Regions from separate parts of the Mus musculus genome. Here all the other regions are linked to region 3. A link is a contact called in public promoter capture Hi-C data. All regions are on one chromosome and are shown on one strand. Each heading gives the region's core, a stretch centred on a gene start, on an enhancer-like site or on the middle of the called end of the contact. The rest is flanking DNA. Distances are from core to core; before and after follow the strand shown. Region 1 holds the start of Kcng1 (potassium voltage-gated channel, subfamily G, member 1). Region 2 holds the start of Zfp64 (zinc finger protein 64). Region 3 overlaps Atp9a (ATPase, class II, type 9A).

What was found. Promoter capture Hi-C pulls out the DNA fragments that hold promoters and counts their contacts.
Region 1: a promoter capture Hi-C map of hippocampal neurons shows a contact between it and region 3, with 3 times the contacts expected there. The contact joins the promoter of Kcng1 here to the enhancer-like site in region 3. A contact is called at or near these places in 16 of 39 promoter capture datasets (the 3T3-L1 cell line, 3T3-L1-derived adipocytes, the C10 cell line and 11 more), 1 of 484 Hi-C or Micro-C datasets (bone marrow-derived macrophages), 3 of 115 datasets of contacts at active chromatin or transcription factors (bone marrow-derived macrophages, embryonic basal ganglia and embryonic stem cells) and 2 of 9 other capture datasets (embryonic stem cells and liver).
Region 2: a contact with region 3 is called in a promoter capture Hi-C map of stem cell-derived epiblast-like cells, with 2.9 times the contacts expected there. The contact joins the promoter of Zfp64 here to the enhancer-like site in region 3. A contact is called at or near these places in 6 of 39 promoter capture datasets (embryonic stem cells, frontonasal cranial neural crest, hippocampal neurons and 2 more) and 3 of 115 datasets of contacts at active chromatin or transcription factors (all in embryonic stem cells).

Annotation. Positions count from the first base shown.
Region 1 is chr2:168,279,820-168,283,219 of GRCm38.p6, forward strand. It overlaps Kcng1 (potassium voltage-gated channel, subfamily G, member 1), which reads right to left and starts at 1,287. Exons shown (of 3, transcript NM_001081134.2): 1 at 1,059-1,287.
Region 2 is chr2:168,953,429-168,956,894 of GRCm38.p6, forward strand. Zfp64 (zinc finger protein 64) reads right to left here and starts at 2,159. Exons shown (of 6, transcript NM_009564.2): 1 at 1,691-2,159. The coding sequence starts at 1,736. It overlaps Gm39993 (a long non-coding RNA gene), which reads left to right and starts at 2,655. Exons shown (of 2, transcript XR_867023.3): 1 at 2,655-3,218.
Region 3 is chr2:168,678,131-168,681,471 of GRCm38.p6, forward strand. The region is part of intron 9 of Atp9a (ATPase, class II, type 9A); the gene reads right to left. Among named protein-coding and RNA genes, the nearest start is that of Mir7004, 39 kb to the left of the region's middle. Within about 2 kb of position 1,426, at least 68 of the 459 cell types and tissues checked have an H3K27ac peak or open chromatin away from gene starts, as enhancers often do. A contact at or near this core is called in embryonic basal ganglia, hippocampal neurons and stem cell-derived epiblast-like cells, where this site is marked.

The DNA of each region.
Region 1 (3,400 bases), core at 37-2,536, 400 kb before region 3:
GGAGGGGTGAGTATGCGTTTGCCTCCCACCTATTATCTACTTGGGGAACTCAGGTGTTTAGCACCCCTTAAGTACCTCTGCATTGCAAGTGTTTAACAAAATGTGTGCCAAAGTGACAGCTTGGCCTCTAAGCCCCATCACTAGGAGGAGGCTGTGCTCACCTAACATTAGATGAACCTTCTCAGCCCTCATCATCACTCCCAGCCCCCACTAAAGAGCTTTTAAAAGCCCACTTCTTCCTCTCCAGGGATCGGACCCCCCACCCACCCAGGAATGAACGCATTAAGCACCAACCTTAAATCTGCTATACACATATGCTGTAGCGCGGGCCACCCTGGCAGGCTGTGCCCTTCTGAGGCAGGGCCTGAGAGTCTCAACCTCCCCCCCGCCCCCCCATCGCCAGAGTCCATTGTCCTGTCGCCACCTCGGCCATTGTTCAATCCAGGCTTGTTGAATAAATGACTGGATGAACACTGAGTGTTTGGCATAGTGAGATGCCCACAGCAGGTGCTCAACCAATTTTTGTACAACCCAGAGAATGAACGAGTTCGTCTCTTTTCCATCCACACCCAAAAACTATGAGCAAAGCCGGGCCACTTATCCCGGGTACACTGAGGTTAAGGAGACCTCTAACTTTCTTACTAGATGCTAAGGCCCGCGACCACTGAATAGTCACTAGGGCCTTGCACACAGTAGGCGGTCCATAAGCCTTCACTGAGTTCGTAATTAATGAATGACTTAAATGAGTCCCGCTGGTGGGGATGCTGCCTTCCGTGCCTATTGACAGTGAAAGACTTCCCCGCATTCCAACTCCTCCCGTGGGACCCCAAAAACCCTGCACGCAAAGTCAGAGCGCACTACGCATTCCGGGGACCCCTGGAAAGGATCCGTGGCCGGACCAAACTGCGGCCGCGTGGGTGCATGCCGCATCGCCCGGGCGGCCTCTCCGGGGCTCCTAGGTATCCGCAGAGGGTACCGGGGCCGCGGCCACGTGCAGAGCCCGGAGCGCCGCTTGCAGGAGCAGGGTCCCGCCAGGCTGCAGCCCGCGAAGTTCCCACCTTAAGTTCCCGTCGCGGCGTCCCCGCCTAGGAGCTAGCCGGGCCGCAGCTCTGTCTCCCGGCGCAGCGATGCCGGGGTGAGGATGCGAGAGGGGGCAGCAAGCGGCACGTGGGACCCGCTTGGCCTGCCGGGGCTGCCCGCAAACTTTGGCCCCAGGGCCGCTGTCCTGCGCGCTGGACCCCTGACCGTCCCGCCTCCGCCTCCTGGTGCCCGCCGGGCTGCAAGTGCGCCGGCAACGCGGCGCGGCAGCAGCTGAGGGAGGTGGCCGGGCAGGAGGCGGGACGGAGGGAGGGGACTGCGCGCGGGGCGGGGAGAGGGGCGGGCGGGGGGCGGGAGGATGGAGCCACCGCGGGACCCGCCACTGCGATGCCACGCACCCTGACCCGACCCAGAGTCCAGGTCCTAGCGGAACGCAGTGCTGCACTCTCCCCATCCTGCCCATAACCATCTCCTCCCATAATCATCTCCTGCGCCCTGCAGGCCCCTGCCTTCCGGTGGCGACCTTTTAAGTCCCAGCGCTGCTCCTCCCAGGGCTCCTGGCCTGAGGCGCATCCACTTCTCCAGTTTTCTCAGTGGTCGTGGGACGCTCTTCCACCCTAGGCTCAGCGAGTACCAGGACCCGAGCCTCATTCCCCACGTGAGTCGCTATCGTGGGAACGCCACCGAACCAGTCTTCTGTCCTTAGGTCCAACCTCACGCTGAACTGTCACGGACACTGCAGATGTCACGTCGGGGGTGGGGTGGGGTGGCCGCATTTTATGTGTGGCAGTCCGGGAGCCCCACACGCTCTCCACCTTACCATACCAGCCATACATGTGCCTTCTCCATTGGCGGCCTTGGGCTTTTCCTGCCCCTGCGGTCCAGGGCCTGCGCCACCTTTGCAGTGTCACCAAAGCCAAAGAATGAGCGCTCTGGGCCCCAGAATGACTCCTATGCTGTAGTTCCTCACTGTCCCGGGTGGGTCCCGGTCTGGCAGTCTCTGGGTCCTGTACTCAGTCAACAGCCTGGAGAGGACAGGGTGGATTCTGGAGGCCTCTGAGTTGGCAGAAGTTGCAGCAGGATTTGGGATTAGGTGGGAAAGCTGTCTGAGAAGAGAGGGAGTAACCTGCTTGGGGAAATTGATTGGTACTGTCCTTTCTCCTCCATCAGGGAAGCAGGAGAGACTCAGGAACCAAGCTCAGCGAGTGTGCCTCCTATGCCTGGGGCTTCTTTAACGAGTTGCTTAGGCTTGGCCCCGGGGGATGTAAGCTTTGGGTTCACTCAGCACGTGGGTGGAGACAGATGGCAGAGTCAGAGAGTCAGCTGAGGACCTGTCCCAAGAACTCTCAAGCTTCTGCAGCGTCTACACCAGGAGAAAGGGGGGCGGGAAGTGCAAGTAGAAGGGGAGGTGGGGGAGGGGCTCTTCAGATGGAACAAAGTCGACTCCAGATCAGGGCCAGGAACTGAGAGGACCTCATCTTTGGGAGATTTGCAAAGAGATCCCACTAAGGGGCAAACAAAGGCTTCTGAGATGCTGAGAGACACGGGGAGGCAGTGTGCCGGAGGGACATAAATAACAGAGGCCAACATAAAGGTTCTCGGTGGACTCTGGAGGCCAGTGCTCCCACGTCCCATGTTGAAAACATGGCTGGTCCTTGGTGCTCTGTTAGCATGAACAGAAGGACCCATACATCCATCTTTCTTGCTTTCTTCTGAGCCTCGGGTTCCAGAGCAAGGGCTGTGCTGTCTTCCTCTGGCCGGCAGCTTCCACATGGGAAAACTTAAGAGTAGCCTCTTCAGTGATTGTTGGAGGAAGCCAGCACTGTCCTATGACAGCAAGCCTACTACTGCTGTCCCCATGGAGGACGGCAGGACCAGGATGTGAGCAGAAGTTCTCAAAACCTTACTGTGGTCTGAGTCCTCTGGAGAATTCTTCAAACCCACTGGATCATACTTGTGACCCTTCCAGCAAGTTCCCTGGTCTGGGCTTTTTGAAGACTTCAGTTTATCCCAGCTCCATCTGGCCTCAGAGAGATACTTAGATGGGTTGTGAAGCCCAAGCTAGCCTAACTACTTTATCCTTGGGTCTGGGCCTATCGGAACTCGGGGCACCTGAGTCTGGTGTTGGGGTGACTTGAAGACAGAAAGCCCAGCACAACAGAGGCAAAGACTCCACCCTCCCCTGCCCTCTACCCCCGACCTCCACACAGTCTCAGACCCAGGCTGTTCTCAAGGGTGAATTTATGATCTTATCCCCTGCTGTGCTTCACCAAGTACAATAAAATCCTTCTAAATCCTTTTAAGGATTCCCTCTGCAGCTCTCTCTTGTGCCTCCTGCCAGATCTCCAGTTCTTATCTTCAT
Region 2 (3,466 bases), core at 909-3,408, 280 kb after region 3:
CCAGAAAAAAAAAACCCTCATTATAATATTTCCATTGTATCTTTCATGGACATTGCAAAAACACTTTCTACTATTTATGCTTAAAATTCTGAAGCTAATCTTTCTCCTACATAGTACCACACAGGCGTGTGCCACACCGTATCACTCCACGGTATCTACACATCATAAGGTAACGTCTGTAACCCGTGAAATTAAATACTACAGAACCACATTCGTGTAACACGATGGGGCTGGGCGTACAATGTGATTTTCTGTAGACTCCTTTGATTCTGTCCCGTTTCCTCCCGGACTAAGACATGGCATCTGCGTGTTATGGTGTCCTGTGGTAGACATACCAAGGACAAAGATGCTAGGGCCGACATTTTGTAAGTCACCTTGCAATGGGCGTTAGAAAGCAACAGAAGGCCTTCCTGCTCGGGACTGCTGCTGCCAGGTGGCTGCAAGAATAGCCCCAGGACTAGAGAAACACGGAGGAAGGAAGCCATATTTGCATAGCTAAGGGTGTCTTCGTGGTGGTGGGAGACTGGGGTCCAGAGTGAAGGAGTTCGGTGCTAAGTTATGCTCTGGTATTCACAAAAGGAACAAGTTGCAATGGGGACCTTTCTCAGCACCCTGAAACTGTCACAGTCAACAGGCACTTTACCCAAGGCTTTCTCATCTGCAAAATGGGGACAAGACAGATGATCTCTTCCTGAGCCAGCCTGCTCTATAGAGTGAGTTCCAGGACAGCCAGGGCTTCGCAGAGAAACCCTGTCGAATAACCAAAAAACAAAACCAAACAACAACAACAACAACAAAACAAAGACAGATCTCTCCTTAGGATCCTTATAGATAAATTCTCTGATGTGGGGACTGATTTCCCATTCCAGAGTAAGTCATCTGGTGGGGTCGTCCCTCTTTAAAACACAACCCGAAGTCCACAGCACTGGAAGACACTGAGACACATGGGGTGGGTGGGGACTGGGTTTAGAGTTCAGAGGACACTCAGGCAAGTTTGGGGAGCCAATGGCTATAATATCTGCAGTTAGCAAAGTGACTCAGGTGTTTGCGAACCTTGTCCACAGCTTTTCAAACATCTGAGGCTCCAGGCACAAGGAAAGACCTGGGATTCCGGCCCCACCCTCCCTCGGAGACCTGCAGGGGATGGACCAAGCAGCCTGTTTTGAACACATGCGCTCCAGGTGGCCGGTCCACGGTTCAGTCCGTGGCCCGTACTTTGGGGAACAAAGGCACATGGAGATAGCAATAGCTTATAGGATGTCAGGAAAATAGCAGAACCTCAAACTCACTGCAAGTCACCCCCAGCCAGGTCTTTCACACCCATATCATCCCCTACCCTGAGTGCCAGGATGGCTCTGCAAACCTGTCCGCGAGCCCCTCAGGGATGCTCCAACCTGAGCCACTGAAGCAGAAGTTTCCCTACCAGTTGGCCTGGATCACCCCACTTTCTCCTCTCCTCTGCGCCCCAAACTCCACCCGGCGGGGCAGGGGAGGTGGTGACAGTCTCCTCGCCGCGTGGCCTCCCCTGGTCTTGCCTCCCCTGGGGTACTGCAAGAGTTCCAGGCGGCTCCCGACCTGACACGCCGACTGGGCTGGCGGGGACAGGCATGCAAGGTGCGCCGTCACCCCGATCCCGGGGCCTGCTGGCTCTGTCCGGGCCAGGCCCCAGCTGCGTCTGTTCAGTACTTACTTTGCATCGATCCAGAAAAGGTGTCTCCTTCCACGCTCGCGTTCATGGCCCCAGACCTTGGGGCGCCGCTCCCGGAGCCCCACGGCTCGCTCTACATTATGCAAAGACTTTTCTCCTGCATATTTCCCGCACCAGCCAGTCTTCTCCCAACTCTGTGAGGCGGGGACGGATGTACAACCAGCGCCACTTCCGCTGCCTAGAGGGCGCTGGCCCCTTGCACCCAGCCCGACTCCCAGGCGGTGCTCTCCCGAGGAACCGGGAAAGGTCGTGGAGTCTAAGACCCGAGTACACCGATCCCTCCACCCTATCCCAGGCATGCCAGGGACTCTGTGGTCGCCTTGCGCCTTTGCATCTTGCCCTCCTGGAGACGCTCATTCCTTCGCAGATGCCAGGAGGATGCGCTGCCGGCCTGGGAGAGTGGAGCCCCAAATCCCGGGGTGCTCCCCTAGGGCAGATCCGGCAGCGTAACACCGGGGCGGGGCCTTTGCCCTGCTGCTGGGTTGAGCCGGTGAGATGGCTCAGCAGGGGTAGGGCACACGTCACCAAGCCTGGTTTCCTGCCAGCCAGCTCACATGGTGGAAACAGACTCAAGCATCTGCATGTACAATATAAGTAACTTAAAAAAAAAAAAAAAAGAGATTAGTGTGTAGTAGATGGGAGAATTCATTGGGGCTCTGCTCCACGGGGGCTTCAGTATTTCACGCAGCATGGAGGGTTTGTTAGAATTGCTTGGGGATGGTGAACTGGAAAGAAGGCATAGTGGCTAAGAGTCTGTGCTGCTCTTGCAACGAATCCCAGCGCCCACATTAGGTGACTCACAACTATTTGCAACTCTTCCCCGAGAATCCTGCACTGAAGAACTGACCTTAGCTCTAACCTTGAGCTTACCCAGAAGGTTCCACAGCCCCTTTTTATTTCCTGTTATGATCTAAGCCACAAAGTCACTCCAAGGGTCAGACTCTGAGAGGTTTATTGGGGAGGGGCTTAGAGTGGCTGCCTCTGGGAAGGGTGGAGGTGAGCAAGGGCGTTGATCAAAAAGAGGCGGGAAGAAAGTCCGCCTTTTAGGGACTATAGCACATGCGCAGGGGAGGAATGTGGCTCAACTTGGCTCCTACTGATGACGTAATTGCCGTCTCAGGGTCCCTGGGTAGGTTGTGGAAGATGTCTAGTAACTACCATCCCTCCCTTTCGTTCAATATAAAAGAGGAGGAACTAAGAAGGGGTGATGTTGAGGCCGGAGAGCAATTTGGACTATTTCCTGTTGTCCGGGGTTGTCGCATGTTCGGGCATTGCTGATCCTCACCATCAGGGCACACTCCGTAACCATGAGACTCAGGCTTTGTGGCTAGCAGCCCGTAGTCCCGTAACAGTAAATTAGTTGTTTGATTAGAGAGTTTTTTGAGTTTGTTGTTGAAGAAATGCCAGAGGAGAAGAAATTGATAAAAGAGGGTTCGATGACAGCCAGGAGGGGCAAGATTTGAACTGCCCTTTCATCATGTCTGGCAGCTATTGCGTGCAACAGGAATTGGTAAGAGCTCTTCTCCGTGTGTCACCCCCAACTTGGGGAAGAGAAATATTAGCATGCAAACTCCTGACCAACTAGGGTGGTAGGCCAGAGTGCCACAAAGAATCGAGGGGATATGAACGGGCAGGCACTGGGGCTGAGATGAGGTAGCAAGGTTACGGTTTTGTTGCAGTCTAGGGAACGTGTCCCAGGTGCCATAAGACAGTTTGTCACACCAAAGAGGATGATATGAAAAAAGGGAGTCAGAGTGA
Region 3 (3,341 bases), core at 176-2,675:
CGAGAGATTGGTACCCCTGCTCTGTGTAGCTGTGACCCAAGGAAGAGGGACAGTCAGGAGGCCACTGCTGTGCCCCTATCTGGTCCACAGCCTGCTTCCCAGAGTGTGAGCTATCCATCCATCATCTTTTAATGAGTTGCTCATGTAGCTCAGGCTGCCCTCAAACTCACTACATACCAAGGATGACCCTGAACCCCTGGCCTTCCTTCCTCTACATCCTGAGTGCTCAGATGGCAAGTATAATCCCCACACATCTGTTTTACGTGGCGCTAGGAATCAAACCCAGGTCTTCACGTTTGCTACGCAAGCGCTCTGCTGACGAGTAACACGCGCACCACTTAGACCACGGTTCTAGTGGCACAGCTGTTCAGTGCAACCCTCACATGCGACACACATTCTGGCCTCTTTCTGTGCCCTCTCTCTCTTCCCGTTTCTCGCTCTCCCTGCGGCCTGAAGTCAGCAGTCCTGCTGATCCCCTCAGACTACCCTTTGCTTCACCGAGCTCCCAGAAGGCAGTGATCCTGACTGGTTCCTGGGTTATTTTGTGAGCCATTTATTTCACACAACCAGACAGATACGTGTCGAGCTTCTAAAAGGGAGGTCTGGAATAGTCACAGTAGTTCAGCGCTGCTATGATATCCCGGTGTTGATCTGGGGTCAGAGCACGTGAGCCAGACTGTAGACCAGATGGGCATTACCAGACACAGGGCACAGAGCTCAGGAGTGACTGTGTGCTGGTCACGTGCCAGGACAAGATCACACCATAGACTCGGGAGACGACCCACAAGCTAGCCCTTTGTTAGCCAGTCCGTGAAGAAACAAGCTAGAACTCAGGCCTCTGAAACACACAAGCTGCCCAGCCCCAAGACTCGCCAGTACCTTCCACTTCCATCTCCTGGCAGCAAATACTGGGTTGCCATGGCAACTGCATCCTCTGCAGATGGCTGGCAGCTAAGGCAGCTGGACCTTTGGTGCAACCTGGCAAGCTTCCCTGTTCTTTAAACTGGCACTGGGTAACAGTGGGCTGAGCAGCATCGGGAGGGGGTTTCACAAGGAACACAGTAAGGGAGTCCCTGCAGGCTGAGTCCAGTATCCCAGGGTAACGGCTGTGTTCACGCCACAATCTGAATACAGTTAGCTGTCAACCGGGTGGCACGCAGGGAAAGGAACCTGAGGTTGACAAGGAACACGGGAAATGCCCAGTTCATACTCACTCTAAATATTCACCTGCAGAAGGCGCGGCAGGCGGGACTCTAGAGCACAGAATGAGAAGGCGCGGCAGGCGGGACTCTAGAGCACAGAATGAGAAGGCGCGGCAGGCGGGACTCTAGAGCACAGACTGCCCGCCTGCTCTCTCGTCCCCATCAACAAGCAGAGCGCAGACCCGAGAAGTCCCATGAACTGCTTGAACTCTGTCCCTTTTCCAAGATCCCAGTTTGCCCACGCTCTTCCCAGGAGATGGCGCTCCAAGGCTGTGTGACCCTGAGCAAGAGGCTTGCCCACTCTGGCATTCAGTTCCATGGTCCATTAGACGTCTTTACCTCATTTTGTTAAATCCAGAACAAGGGAATGGTGGCAGAGCTCTGTAAAGTGCCTGTTGTATAAATGCTTTGACACTGACTGTCTCCAGGCAACAGACAGGCATCTCTCTATCCCCACCCCCCAAACAAAGGCCTGCGGGGAGGGAGAAATGGCGAGGAGGGGTAAGACACTGGACTGTCAGCTCTGCCGACCTGCATCGGATCCAGGAACCACACAGTAAGAGGAGAATGTGAGTCCTGAGCTGCCTCTAACCTCCATACAATCACCAGTGTGGTGCAGGCTGCTCCTAATTCAATTCCCAGCACCAACATGGTGGCTCACAACCATCTGCAATTCCCAGACCCAGGGAATCAGGCGCCCTCTTCTGGCATCACCTAGTAAGTGAAAAAAGAGAAGAGAAGAGAAGAGAAGAGAAGAGAAGAGAAGAGAAGAGAAGAGAAGAGAAGAGAAAGGAGAGAAAGAGAGAGAGAACAAGAGAGAAAGAGAGAGAAAGAGAGAAAGCAAGAGAGAGAAAGAGAACGAGAGAAAGAGAGAGAAAGAAAGAGAGAAAGAGAACAAGAGAGAAAAAGAGAGAACAAGAAAGAGAGAGAGACAGAAAGAAAGAGAGAAAGAGAAAAAGAGAGAAGGAGAAAGAGAGAAAGAAAGAGAAAGAGAGAGAGAAAGAAAGAATGAGAGAGAGAGAAAGAAAGAGAAAGAAAACTTGAAGAGAAAGAAAAATATAAGGACTATGACAGAAAAAAATTGACCCTGTGGAAACAAAGATGGCTAAACCCCCAGGCAGTTGTAAAAATGGTAACACTGTTTCAGGTTTTGTTGTTGTTTTGGTGTTTTGTTTTGTTTTGTTTTCACTGGCTATCCTAGAATGTAGATCAGGCTAGCCTCCAACTGACAAGCGATCCCCTTGCCTCTGACTCCTGAGTGCTGGAATTGATAGTTTGGCCATCAAGCCTGGCCTTGTTTTTTGTTTATTTTTAAAGACAGGGGTGGGGGTGGGGGGTGGGGGGGGGTGGGGATAGAGAGATGGCTCAGAGGTTGAGAGCACTGACTGCTCCTCCAGAAGTCCTGAGTTCAAATCCCAGCAACCACATGGTGGCTCACAACCATCTGTAATGGCATCCGATGCCCTCTTCTGGCATGCAGGCATACATGCAGGCAGAACACTGCATACATAATAAGTGTTTGGTTTTGTTTTTTAAGGCAGGGGGAGGGGTCTCACTGTAGCCCAAGCTAGGCTTGAACTGGTACACTCTTGCTACAGTTGTTAAGGATGAAGAGAAACTCAGGCTGCAGAGATGCTCAGTGGTGAAGACTGCTGCTCATGCAAAGGACCAGCGTTCTGTTCCCAGCACCCACTCAGGTGGCTCTAAACTGCTTGTCACTCAGCTCCAGGGGGCTGATACCCTCTTTGCTCACACATCCACACTCACATAAATAAAAATTGCAAAGGAGCCAGGCGTGGTGGTGCACGCCTTTAATCCCAGCACTTGAGAGGCAGAGGCAGGAGGATCTCTGAGTTCAAGGCCAGCCAGGTCTACAGAGTGAGTTCCAGGACAGTCAGGGCTACACAGAGAAACCCTGTCTCGAAAAAACAAAAACAAAACAAACAAACAAACAAACAAAAATTGCAAAGGAAAGAGAATCTTAAACCTTTCAATGCAATCGTCAAAGCATTAGAAAAATCTCAGGATCACAAGTATCTGCCAATGGCCAAAAAGCAGAGACCTCAGGATCAAGGGAGCAAAGCAAGAGTCTCAGGGCGGGGCGAGGGCAGGGCAGGGGCTGCTGCACGTCCTGTGAAC